Regions from separate parts of the Arachis hypogaea genome. Here region 1 is linked to region 2. The links are chromatin contacts, called in public Hi-C maps. All regions are on one chromosome and are shown on one strand. Each heading gives the region's core, a stretch centred on a gene start, on an enhancer-like site or on the middle of the called end of the contact. The rest is flanking DNA. Distances are from core to core; before and after follow the strand shown.

Evidence for each region. Hi-C and Micro-C count contacts between places; a contact is called where the count stands out from the background.
Region 1: a Hi-C map of leaf shows a contact between it and region 2, with 1.6 times the contacts expected there. The contact joins the enhancer-like site here to the promoter of LOC112701871 in region 2. A contact is called at or near these places in 2 of 8 Hi-C or Micro-C datasets (both in leaf).

Annotation. Positions count from the first base shown.
Region 1 is chr7:2,119,107-2,124,875 of arahy.Tifrunner.gnm2.J5K5, reverse strand. No RefSeq gene overlaps it. Among protein-coding and RNA genes, the nearest start is that of LOC112701873, 14 kb to the left of the region's middle. Within about 2 kb of position 2,540, at least 1 of the 3 cell types and tissues checked has open chromatin away from gene starts, as enhancers often do.
Region 2 is chr7:2,043,748-2,049,388 of arahy.Tifrunner.gnm2.J5K5, reverse strand. LOC112701871 (receptor-like protein 6) reads right to left here and starts at 1,715. Exons shown (of 1, transcript XM_025752651.3): 1 at 1-1,715. The coding sequence starts at 1,191.

The DNA.
Region 1 (5,769 bases), core at 1,291-3,790, 75 kb before region 2:
CCGTTAGTGAAACGCAGAAGCTAGAAATTATTGCTTCTGGCAAACTTGGGTTTGACATCAAAATCACTTCTGCGTTTGCCAAATCAAAAGTTAGCCAAACAAATAATTGAAACTTTTAATAAATTTAAACGTGCTTTTTCTCTTCAAACAGGTTTGCCAAACACACCCTTATTTGTTAAGATAAATTGATGTTGTCCCAATAGATCTAGAAAAAGACCTTCTCCTTGACTAATATATTATACAAAGCAACATTAGCAAATCAATCTTGTTTACTCAATATCAGTTAAATTTTTTAAAATTATTTTATTTATTTTAAACTATAAATCATGTTAAATTATAAATTTTTAACTCTAAATTTTAAATTCTTTTAAAAATAATTTGTTTAGAATTAAAAAATTAATTAATATTTTTTTTGAACGAAGCAAGCTCAACACAGAAAATGGAGCAGAAAAATACAAGGAACGTCTAAAAAAACACAAGACAATGAACATAGTAGAAGGGGGTATAATCCGTTGTCATCTCCGGCATAGCCATCAACAACCAAACGGATTAACATCACACCATTCCCTGTAACTCAAAAATGATTTGTTTATAATTCCATCAACACCTTTTTTTGATTTCTGAAAAACTCTACTATTTCGTTCCAACCAAATGTTCCAAATAATCGCAAAGAAACTTATCAGCCACTTCTTATGCTCCGAGTTATGACCAGGCACTCCAATAATCCAACTCTCAAAGAGTCCTTTGATAGTCCCCGAAATAACCCAAAACTTATCAACACACGTCAACCAAGCACACTACACTTGCCACGTAAACTTATATCCAAGAAATAAATGATGCACAAATTCTACCTCTTTTTTATACAATACACAAATATTATCATTTTGATGAATAATTCCTAACCTACTCGATCTTTCTTTAGTGTTAACCCTGCCTACTAAGACAAACCATGCAAAAAGTTCAACTCTTAGAGGAACCCATCCTCTCCAAATGGTGCTAGTGAAACTGTAGCTTGTGATGTCTTTTGAGAGTGTCTCTTTCTGTAACACTTGCACAAAGGAGTTAGTAGAAAAAATACCTGTTCTATCAAATTTTCATATAATTGTATCGTCTCTATTTGCCGATATTCTGACAATCCGTAACCGGTCATGAAGTTGATTAAGAAGCTCCAATAACTCCCGCTAGAATAAATCTCTCCGCCACTGAAAGTTCTATACCCACTCTAACCCATCCCAAAACCCACAGTCCCCTATTATAGATCCTGTTTGATTTGAAACAGAGAAGAGTCTCGAAAAACTCTCTTTCAAAGAGCCACTTTGTAACCAATCGTCCTCCCAAAATTGGATATGTCTTCCATTTTCCACTTCCATAAATAGACCATTGATAATCTTCTCTCTCACCTATTGCTCTCGAATATTAAGCTGGCTGATATCTCTCCATGGGTCACCTCTTGTCGATAATGGTTGTTTTGACAACATTACATTTGGGTTCAACTGATTACAGGAACATACCACATTCTTTCACAGCGGGCAATCCTCCTTGAAAAAGCGCCACCACCACATGAACAAAAATGACGTATTTATAATCAATGCATCTCCCACCCCCAAACTCTCTAGCTTTTTCGGAGCTTGCACCACCTCCCATTTCACAAGTGGTATACTATGGTTCCCATTTTCTTTACTCCATAAGAACCTCCTCCGTAATTGAATTATCTTTTCTACCACCGACTTTGACATCTTATACAGGCTGAGGTAGTAAACCGATAAGCTGTTAAATACAGATTTTATGAAAACTAGCTTTCCAGCTTTGTTGAGAGACTTTACTTTCCATAAACTAAGCTTATCTTTCATCTTGTCTATGATCAGTTTCTAGGTCTTCACCAACCAAAAATTCGTACCTAGAGAAATCCTAAATACCTGACAGGTAGAGCAGCACATCCCAATAGACTACACATATTTGTCACCCACTCCTGCTCACAGTTAATAGAAATCAAGTTTGACTAAAAAAATTAATTAATATTAACAAACTAAAAATTAATTCCTTATATATTACTCAGTTTTTCCTTATATATGTCAAAGATTATTCAAAATGAATATTTTATTCCGACCCTTCGACAACGTAATCCCAAGCTCCCCAATCCCCATAGTCAAGCATGCATTGAAGGAAGGGTTGGAAAAAATTGCACATTTATTTGAAGACTTTAAGAACGTATTTGCTGGGATGAATTGATGGTGGTTCAATGTTGCTTATTGTAGGGCCATAACCACTTCAATGTGTTGCTTTCTGTTCCATAGCCAATGAATTTAGTTAGTACTTTCATATCCTATTTATTACATTATTGATGGAGTACCTATGTTTTATTCTATTTTTTTTCTTTCTCTCTCATTCATTATTGTTAATGGTGAAGACGCGCTGAAGACAAAAGTGCAGAATGGAAAATTTGGAAACTACGTGAAAACAATGTTATTTGATTAGTTATTAGTGATGAAAATAATGAACAATTGAGAAAGAAAGTGGAAAACAAGTGCATGCAAAGTCAACAAAGTAGAACCCACTACGTGTAGAAGAATTGTCCATTTACTTTGAAGATTTCGTAACGTGTTTGATGGGATTAATTGATTCTATTTTACCCAAATCTTATCTAGAATTACACTCACTGCATACAAGTATAATGAAATATAATAGAATTTTATTTAAAATTCTTGGAATAATAAATACTTATTTAATTAGAATGAATAATGCACTATTATTATATATGTGAGTGTAATTTTAATGTATAAAACGTTTAACAGTGCAATCACAATCTTTCTTTTAAATGATTATTCACATTGTGAATATAAAATATAATTATTTCTATTAGAATTTTGCTAACTAACTAGAAATGTAGCCAAATAAAGCCAATTAGTTAAAAAATAGGTTAATTGCAAAAAACCTGGACTGGTCGGTTCAACAAAAAAAATTGGGAACCGGTCACTTAGCTGGTCCGGATAAAGTCAGAAACCGTCTGACAAAAAATCAGAAAAAAACTGGTCGAACCAACAGTTAACCGGTAAACTGGGAGAATCATTCGGTTTTTTTTGCAGTTTTTTGGCTCTTAAAAAAAAAACAAACAAACGCCTAATTGCCTAAACGAAATGAAGCCCTAAATCGACTCCTCTCCTCTCTCAAAAACTCAATTGGAAGAACAGAAAAGAACCCTAGCGAAACCCATAGCCACTGCATCTCCCCCAGCCCCGCTGCACCCAGCCGCTGCACCCACCGCAACCCCCGCAGCTCCACAGCCCCGCGGAATCCACAGCCACCGCATCTCCTCTCCTCTGTTCGTCGGTGTCGCGCCGTGGAAGCTCCGTCGCCGTCCTAGGAAGCTGTGTCGCCGTCGTAGGAAGCTCCCTCACCATCGTTTGGAAGCTCTATGGCCTTCGCGCCATCTCCTCTGTTCAAGCGCTCTCTCTCTGTTTGCCGGTGTGGCCGTTTCCTCTGTCGTCGCCATCACTCTCCTTCCTCCTCGCCGCCGGTAAGCAGTAAGCACTCTGAGTGTTGATGCAGGACCCAGTCTTCATATTTGCAAATCACTTCACTCGAAAGCAGACAGATGCAGGACAAATATAATTACATTTGGCATCAAAATTTTCATTATGTCTAAAATTGTGAATGAGTACATGGTCTCTTACTTATTTTATGAAACTGGAATAATCTTGTTGATGGTTGATTTATGATTCTAGAATGATTTTTTGAAATGATGATGATATTGTTACTGATATGTTGTTGGATTCTTGTTGATTCTCTGATGGTTATTGATCAGTGATGATTGGTGCCTTTGATTTTGAATTGGAGTTGGGTTTAATTATGAGTTATTTGGGTTTAATATGAGTTGCTGAATTAATAATACTGATTTTGTTGATGTTTGCTTATTCTAAATTGCTGATTTTCTGAAACGATGATGATGTTGTTGCTTGATGATATATTGTTGGTTGCTTGTGGATTTTCTAATGATTACTGATTAGTGATGATTAGTGCCTTTATTTATTTCTGATGGTTTCAGTGGCTAAGAGAAGGGGGGTTGAATCTTAGCCCTTTTTCGCTTGCTAACACTTGCTGGACTTAGAAGAAACTTTTCTGTTTTTAGCTCGTCCCTAGCCAAGAGACATTTTCATTTTGTCTCGTCACTTGACACGAGACATTTTTTATTTTTCATCTGAACAGTAAAAACAGAATTGAAGTAGGAAGAGAGAGAGAAGATTACACCCAGATATATCCTGGTTCAGCTGCTAAGTGCAGTGCAGCCTACATCCAGTCTCCATCACAACAACGATGGAATTTCACTATAATCATCCAGATTACAAATTGTAAAGTGCTAACCTAACTTACAAGGGGATTCCCACAGAATCATGAAACACAACACAGATGTACAAAGGACTCTAAGACATCTATGGCTTTTTCTTTTAATTTTGCACTCTCTGCCTTTTTCCGCTCTATGGCTTTTTCATACAAACCTCACTTGTTTGCCTTTTTCCATGAGACTCAAGACATGACAAAATTAAACAGAAAAATACAAAACAGAATACTTTGAAGGAGAAGAACATATGTTAGCTCAGGTAGCTCTGAGAACCCTGTGCCTTGCACTCTCACACTGTCTCCTTGCTTCAAACAGTGGTTGTTCACTCTTTTTATAGAAGAGGGAAGCCTCCACACTTGAAGCCAACACCCAAGCCTAACTTCTTTTCCTTCAAGAAACAGATCCGGTTCGGCCACACAGAGAGAGAAGAGATAACCATGCAAAACCCAACATGCAATTACCTCGAGTCCTTCCTTGGTCATCACTCTTCATCAATCCGAGCACTCCATCCTTGGCTTCCTCTCCAAGATGGATTTCTGGCCCTTGATGCTTCATGATGATGATGACTTCATCTGCTTCAATCTCTGCCTCTTCCATCACTTCGCCACTCTAGCTACTTCCTGTGGTGGTTGAGCAGAATCAAAGACAAGCCATGCCTCCAAGAATCTCCTCCTTGCTGGCCGAATCTTCTTCTTCCTTTTTGAGCATGAAAAGCTCGAGATTACCTCACCAAATCAAACCATTCTTGGTGAAAATCTCAGCCACTACATACTCTATGTTTTCGTTTTCCTGACGCCATCATCACAATGGCCTCTTCTTTGCAACTAGCTTCTCTGTGATTTTTACTGATAGCTTGCTTCATCCCTCCTTTCCTGCTAGACAAGACCGAAAGAGAGAGAGGAGAGAGAACAGAGAAAAACTTGCAATGTAATTAAAGAAGAAAATAAAAATGAGTTAGGTTTACATTACCCATGCCTAGCCTCTGCTTCCTTCTTCAAATTACTTGCTTCTACCATCTTCTTCTCTGACAGTGAGATGACCGTATGCAAAGAGAGAGAAGAGAGAGTAGAAAGAAGAAAAGCAATGGAAGTAATGTGTGATATAGATTATAATCAATTAAAATCAAATTCCCATGCTTTTGCCTTGTAACGTGCCCAACTCAATAAATGCCATCAAATCAGATTTTCTCTTTCCATATTCCAAGGCATTCATTAAATCCATTTAATTCAAAATTTGAATTCCAACCATGGAAGGAGTTGGTGTCCGTGGTAAGCATTCATCTTTTGCTTTCTCTTTATTTTCAATTTTGGACCTAACTCTTGTTGGTCTTGCAAGGATTTTAATTGGGCTTGCTTCTTAAATTTTTGGCCCAATTATCATTTTAATAAATCAGCCACTTATATCAATATTTTGCACAAAGGCTGATTATTTTT
Region 2 (5,641 bases), core at 466-2,965:
TAGCCTATCAAACACATTTGGAATTTGACCACTAAGTGTATTCTGTGAAAGATCCAAGTAAACAAGATGATGAAGGTTTGAAAGAAATGATGGGAACGAACCAGTGAATGCATTCTCTGAAAGGTCCAAGTAAGTGAGATGCTGAAGGTTTGAGAGCCATGATGGGATTGAACCATTGAATACATTTTCAGACAAGTCCAAAAAAGTTAGCTGTGTGAGGTTAGAAAAGGAATCAGGGATTTTTGATTCTGGGAATTGACACGATGAAAGATCCAAAAAACTAAGAGAAGTACTGCAATTCAACTTTGGAACATGGACTTGAATGTTTTCATTTCCAGATAACTTGAGCTCATAAAGATTGGGTAAACAGAGAATGTGACTTGTCAAGTATCCCCTTATTTCAGTAGAAACAAGACTAAGAGTAACCAAAGAGAAAGAGAAAGACCAATTGGACAAAGGGTTTGGTGTTAAGCTAATGGAAGACATGTTTGTATCATCCAATACAATTTCACGCAAAGCTGTTGCATTTTGCAACATTCTTTTCCAACTTGTTTCTTTCCACTTCAAATCATTATTCCAAGAGAGATCAAGTAATTGTAATTTGGAAAGGTGTGAGATTTGAGAAGGAATATCACCTTCAAACCCACAACTGGATAAATTCAAGTGTATGAGACTCACAAGCCTTTCAAACTGAGAAGGCAATTGAGAACCATCAAAATCATTGAATGCAAGGCTGAGTGTTTGGAGATGAGTAAGATGAAAAAGAGTGCTATTGGGATGAATATTACCTACAAGTGCACCATAACTGAGATCGAGGCCAATCACGTGACCAGACACAGAGTGGCACGTGACACCCATCCATGAGCAGCAATCTGTCCCATTCTCCCACGTACTCATCTTTGGATAAACATGGGGGCATTCATACTCATAGTCATAGTCATCGTCATCAGAATATTCAAAAAAGGAAGTGTTAAAAATGAAATGGGTCTTAAAGTGAAGCAAGGCAGAGCTGTCTTGGGAATGGCATAGATGCGAAGACAAACATGCAAAATGGAACATCATAAACATATGCACACACAATACCACTCTAACAACCAACAACATCAAATACCCCATTGATTTTTTATTCAAGCTTTTGCTTATTTTATGTATATATGTCTTACTTGAAAATGGTATTGGTATGTCACTCATCAACTAGGATCCATCTATTTATAGATATTTTTTTAGCTGGAATTACACCCAGCCAATGCATGATTTCTATATTAAAAGCTACAGCTACCAATAATATTCATACTACTTCAATCTATCAATGTCCAAGAATAATTCATAATTTAAGTTTAGTTTTCTTCTAACCCGAGACCCAGATAATTTTATTTCCATGATAGAAGGCATTTGTGGATGAACTTAGCTTGACTCACCAAGCTAAAACTAAGGTCAATATTGGTATTATATGTGGAAATCAATGGACATGGGAAGAAAAAGAAGTTCATGACAAAAGGGGCACGATCCAGGTCCATGTTAAGAAATAATTCCATTTGATTAGTCTTTTTTCTTTGGACAGAATATTGATTAGCCTATGAATGAGTCAAATGAGAAATTAGTTGGAGTGAGAGGCTTGTATAATTTCTCTCTATTTTTGTTGTTGTTTTCTATTTCTTTTTGGGTATGATACCTGTGGTCTGTGAGTCATGGAGTAAGAAACTTGACTCCTTTTTTTTTTAAATTTTCTTCTTGTAATTATAATCAGTGAAATACGCCATAAAGAAGCAAAATATACTACTTTGAGTATAATTAATTAATGGGAAAGTATGAGGAGCCAATGAAATATTTATACAATGCGGACAATGGAAGTTTTGAGAGTATTAGAGATATAATCATTAGTATTACCTTTTCCCATTAGTTGGAGCTTTTGGGATGAGTGGTATCATGCACCCCAAAATCAGTTTATACTTTTGAGAAGATGTTTATTATCGCTAGTACTCGGATGGTTATTCTAGATAGTATGAGAGATGTTCATTTTGTAACTCAATAGCCCATTATACACATTGTACAAATAATCCATTGTCTCTTTAGCGGGATCCTTAATTAATTACAACAAGAATAAACAAATATTCAGTCACCAAAATAAAAACGAATAAACAATTAAATATTTTTGTCATGATTAAATAATTTAAGCTAATTAACTTTTACACCTCCTCTAAGGACCAAAAGACAAAAGAAAAAAAAAACCCCACCTCCTCTCATAAGAAAAAAAAAATATTCGAACCACACTCACAATATCCAGTTATCCACCATGCATTGGTGTGAAGCTTGACCAAAAAAAGCTTGACTTTAGTGCTTTTTTCTTTAAATTTAATTTTTAAGGCATTGATTTATTAATGTAAATATCCATTTTCTCAAAACGATATCATTTTAGCTGTGAAAAAGAATCAATATGTGTAAAAAAAATTAGATAATTAAAGCCGCTTTGTCAATTATTTTTTGTTAGGAACCATTGGTCTTTCATGACAATGACTAGCTAATTGAGTATTCACTAACTTTATTTATATTAGAGGTTTTTAAAATATTCATTGAGAATATAATTCAATTACAATTTGTTTGAAAAAGTAACATAGGATTTGTTATAGAGATGGAAATGAAATTAAGGGTGAAAATTTAAAAAATAATGTGTTTTTAATGCAAATTTTCTTATATAGTAATCATCTACTAATATATTCTATTATGTTAATAAGAAAATTAAATTGGAAATATATATCCTTTGGATAAAATAGATTCAAGATCCCGTCTCTATTTATATCCAATTTATTTTTGTTTACATTCGGAATTGTAAATTTATTACATTTTATTCTATTCTGTTTTATTTTATTTTTTTTCTTTCTCTCTCATTCATTATTGTTAATGGTGAAGACGCGCAGAAAACAAGCGCATGCAAAGTCAACAAAGTAGAACCCACTATGTGTAGAAGAAATGACCATTTACTTTGAAGATTTTGTAACGTCTATGGCGGGATTAATTTGTGGTAAAAATTCATGTGTAGTTGTCATATAAAATTAATAGTTTAAAATTGTTAGATGGTGAAAATATGATCATTTGGTTTCGTTTCGCTTGAATTTGCTGAACTTGTTCATGTGTGGTTGTTTAGTTAGTTTTTTTTTCAAATCTAAACTTATTTCGATTCGTTTAGAAATATAATCATTAATGAACAACCTTGTCTTAGCTTAAGATTTTATTCCAACCTTCAACAAAGTAATTAAGGTTGTTCATGGATTGGATCCGATCCACATATCCGCGGTATTTATTCGAATTTGTTCTGAAAATTGCCGATATGGCTATCGGATTGGATCTAATCCGCACACTAATAGGATTGGATTGCGAATTTTATGTAGATATCCGCATATCCACGTATCTGCAAAAACAAAAAAATAAATTAGTAAATATTCTTTTTATGTTTTATTTCAACTAATAATTATCATATATGTTGTATTATTCTAATTTATTATTTAAGAAAATTATGTTTAATATTATTTTAAAATTAAACATATTTTAAAAAATGAATTTTATTGTTTTTTTTAATAAAAATAAATTTTTAAAAATATTTTCGTGTTTTGCGAATATATCTGATACGATCTGCAAATGTGCGGATTGAATCTAAGCTTAAAAATTGTGGATATTAAAAATTTTTTATCATATCTGATCCGATTCGAGTTTTCCAATAGAAGTAATCCCAAGTTCATCCATTTTCGAAGAGCACCCTAAAATGCTTTATTCCTATCAACACAAAACTAAAATGAAAAAAACAAAGAAGAAACTTTTTATTTGTAACAAGGAATATAATAATGTGATGATCAAGTTTGTAAATTTCACCCAACCCATCTCATATTTTCTCCCTTATTCCTTGCATGCATACATTGTCTGTTTCAAATCTTTCTTTAATTTTTGTCCATTATTGGTTGAAGTTAAAAAAAATATATATATACTAAAATGGTATCAAAAGTTTATATTACTGAAAACATAATTCGAAAGATACAAATGACAAATAATTTTAGAAAGAGTTAAAAACATGACTAAAATATAATAATAATTTTAATGTTTTATTTATTTACATTATCTCCCTAATCCTAATAGCCAAGCATGCATTGAGGAAAGGGTTGAAAAAGTTGTACATTTGAAGACTTTGTAACAAGAACGTATTTGCTGGGATGAATTGATGGTATGATATTGTGGTTCAACTCTTGCTTATTGTAATGTAGGGCCATAACCACTTTCAATGTAGTTGCAGTTGCAGCTACTCTGCACTTTCCAACATCTTCTTAGATAGGCTTTTGGTAACGTGTTAGTGAAGTTATTGCATGATATGTCCAAAATAATTGAACTGGGAAATTGATCTTAGGTTTCCAAGCTAATAATTTTCCCATACAAGTTTTTTATTAGACATTACAACACATTACATGCCTTCAAAAAAATTATTTATTTATTTATTTTTACAACAGATGTGTGTTATTATTTGCTTTTGGCAATAGAACCATTAATAGCCCAAACTAATACGGTTTTTACTTCAACTTGGTAATTGGTAACTAGAATAAATACATGTTTAATTACTTTGTTGATGCGATAATTTCACTAAATTTGTAGTTATATTTTTATTATTTTTTAATTGAATTTTTATACTACTTTTAATTTTAAAGTTAAGTCCTTTTCATGTTAAATTTAACTAAATATTTTTATCAAAAAATATATAATTAAAGATCTAATAAGTTCTTAATTGCGAATATATTCAATTTGCGAAAAAAATTCAATTAGTTCTAACATTTTTTATACTAAAATTGACCTATTTATAAAATTTAAAAAATAGGGTAAAAATTCAATTAAAAAAAATACAAAAATTTAATTATAAATTTAATAAAATTATAAAAACCAATTGAATAATTAATTCATAAATAAAAGCAAATGCCACAAATAAACATATTATGAGGACAAAAAACAACTCTCTTTAATATGATTTAATAGAAACTCTTGCCGACTAACAGACTTTAGTAATTTTGGCTAAAATTTAGTCATAAAAAATACTAAATTAATTTTTAACAAATGAATTTTATTAATTTTATATGTAAATTTTAATAAATATAAATATAAATATAAATTATATTAATTTTATATATATATTATATGAATATTAATTTTATATGTCAACTTTTAATAAATATATGTAAATTATGTATTTTTTATATGTAAATTTTTGTAGACATGGATGCAAATTATTACTAATGACCCAAAATGACATAAGAATTACGAGCACCACTAATCACATTGTAAACCACAAGCCATAAAAACCACTGTATAGTTTCACAATTTTGTTTGCAACATCAAGTATATAGGTAACAACATACTCAAGAAACATATAACAATATAATTAACAACTACAACCACAAGCCATAAGATCATAGTATATATTCTGTTATGTTTCAAGTCATCACAAATCCATGCAAGTCTAATATTGATATGTGTTATGGTTTCCCTTTCTCTCAACCAAAAACATCAAGTTAGAATATAGCTTTATTGGCAAACCTGCTTCTTACTTTCCTTTTTCCTTGTTCAACTTCTCGTCTCTTTGTATAGCAATTAGCTTCTCTGTTTTCAGCTG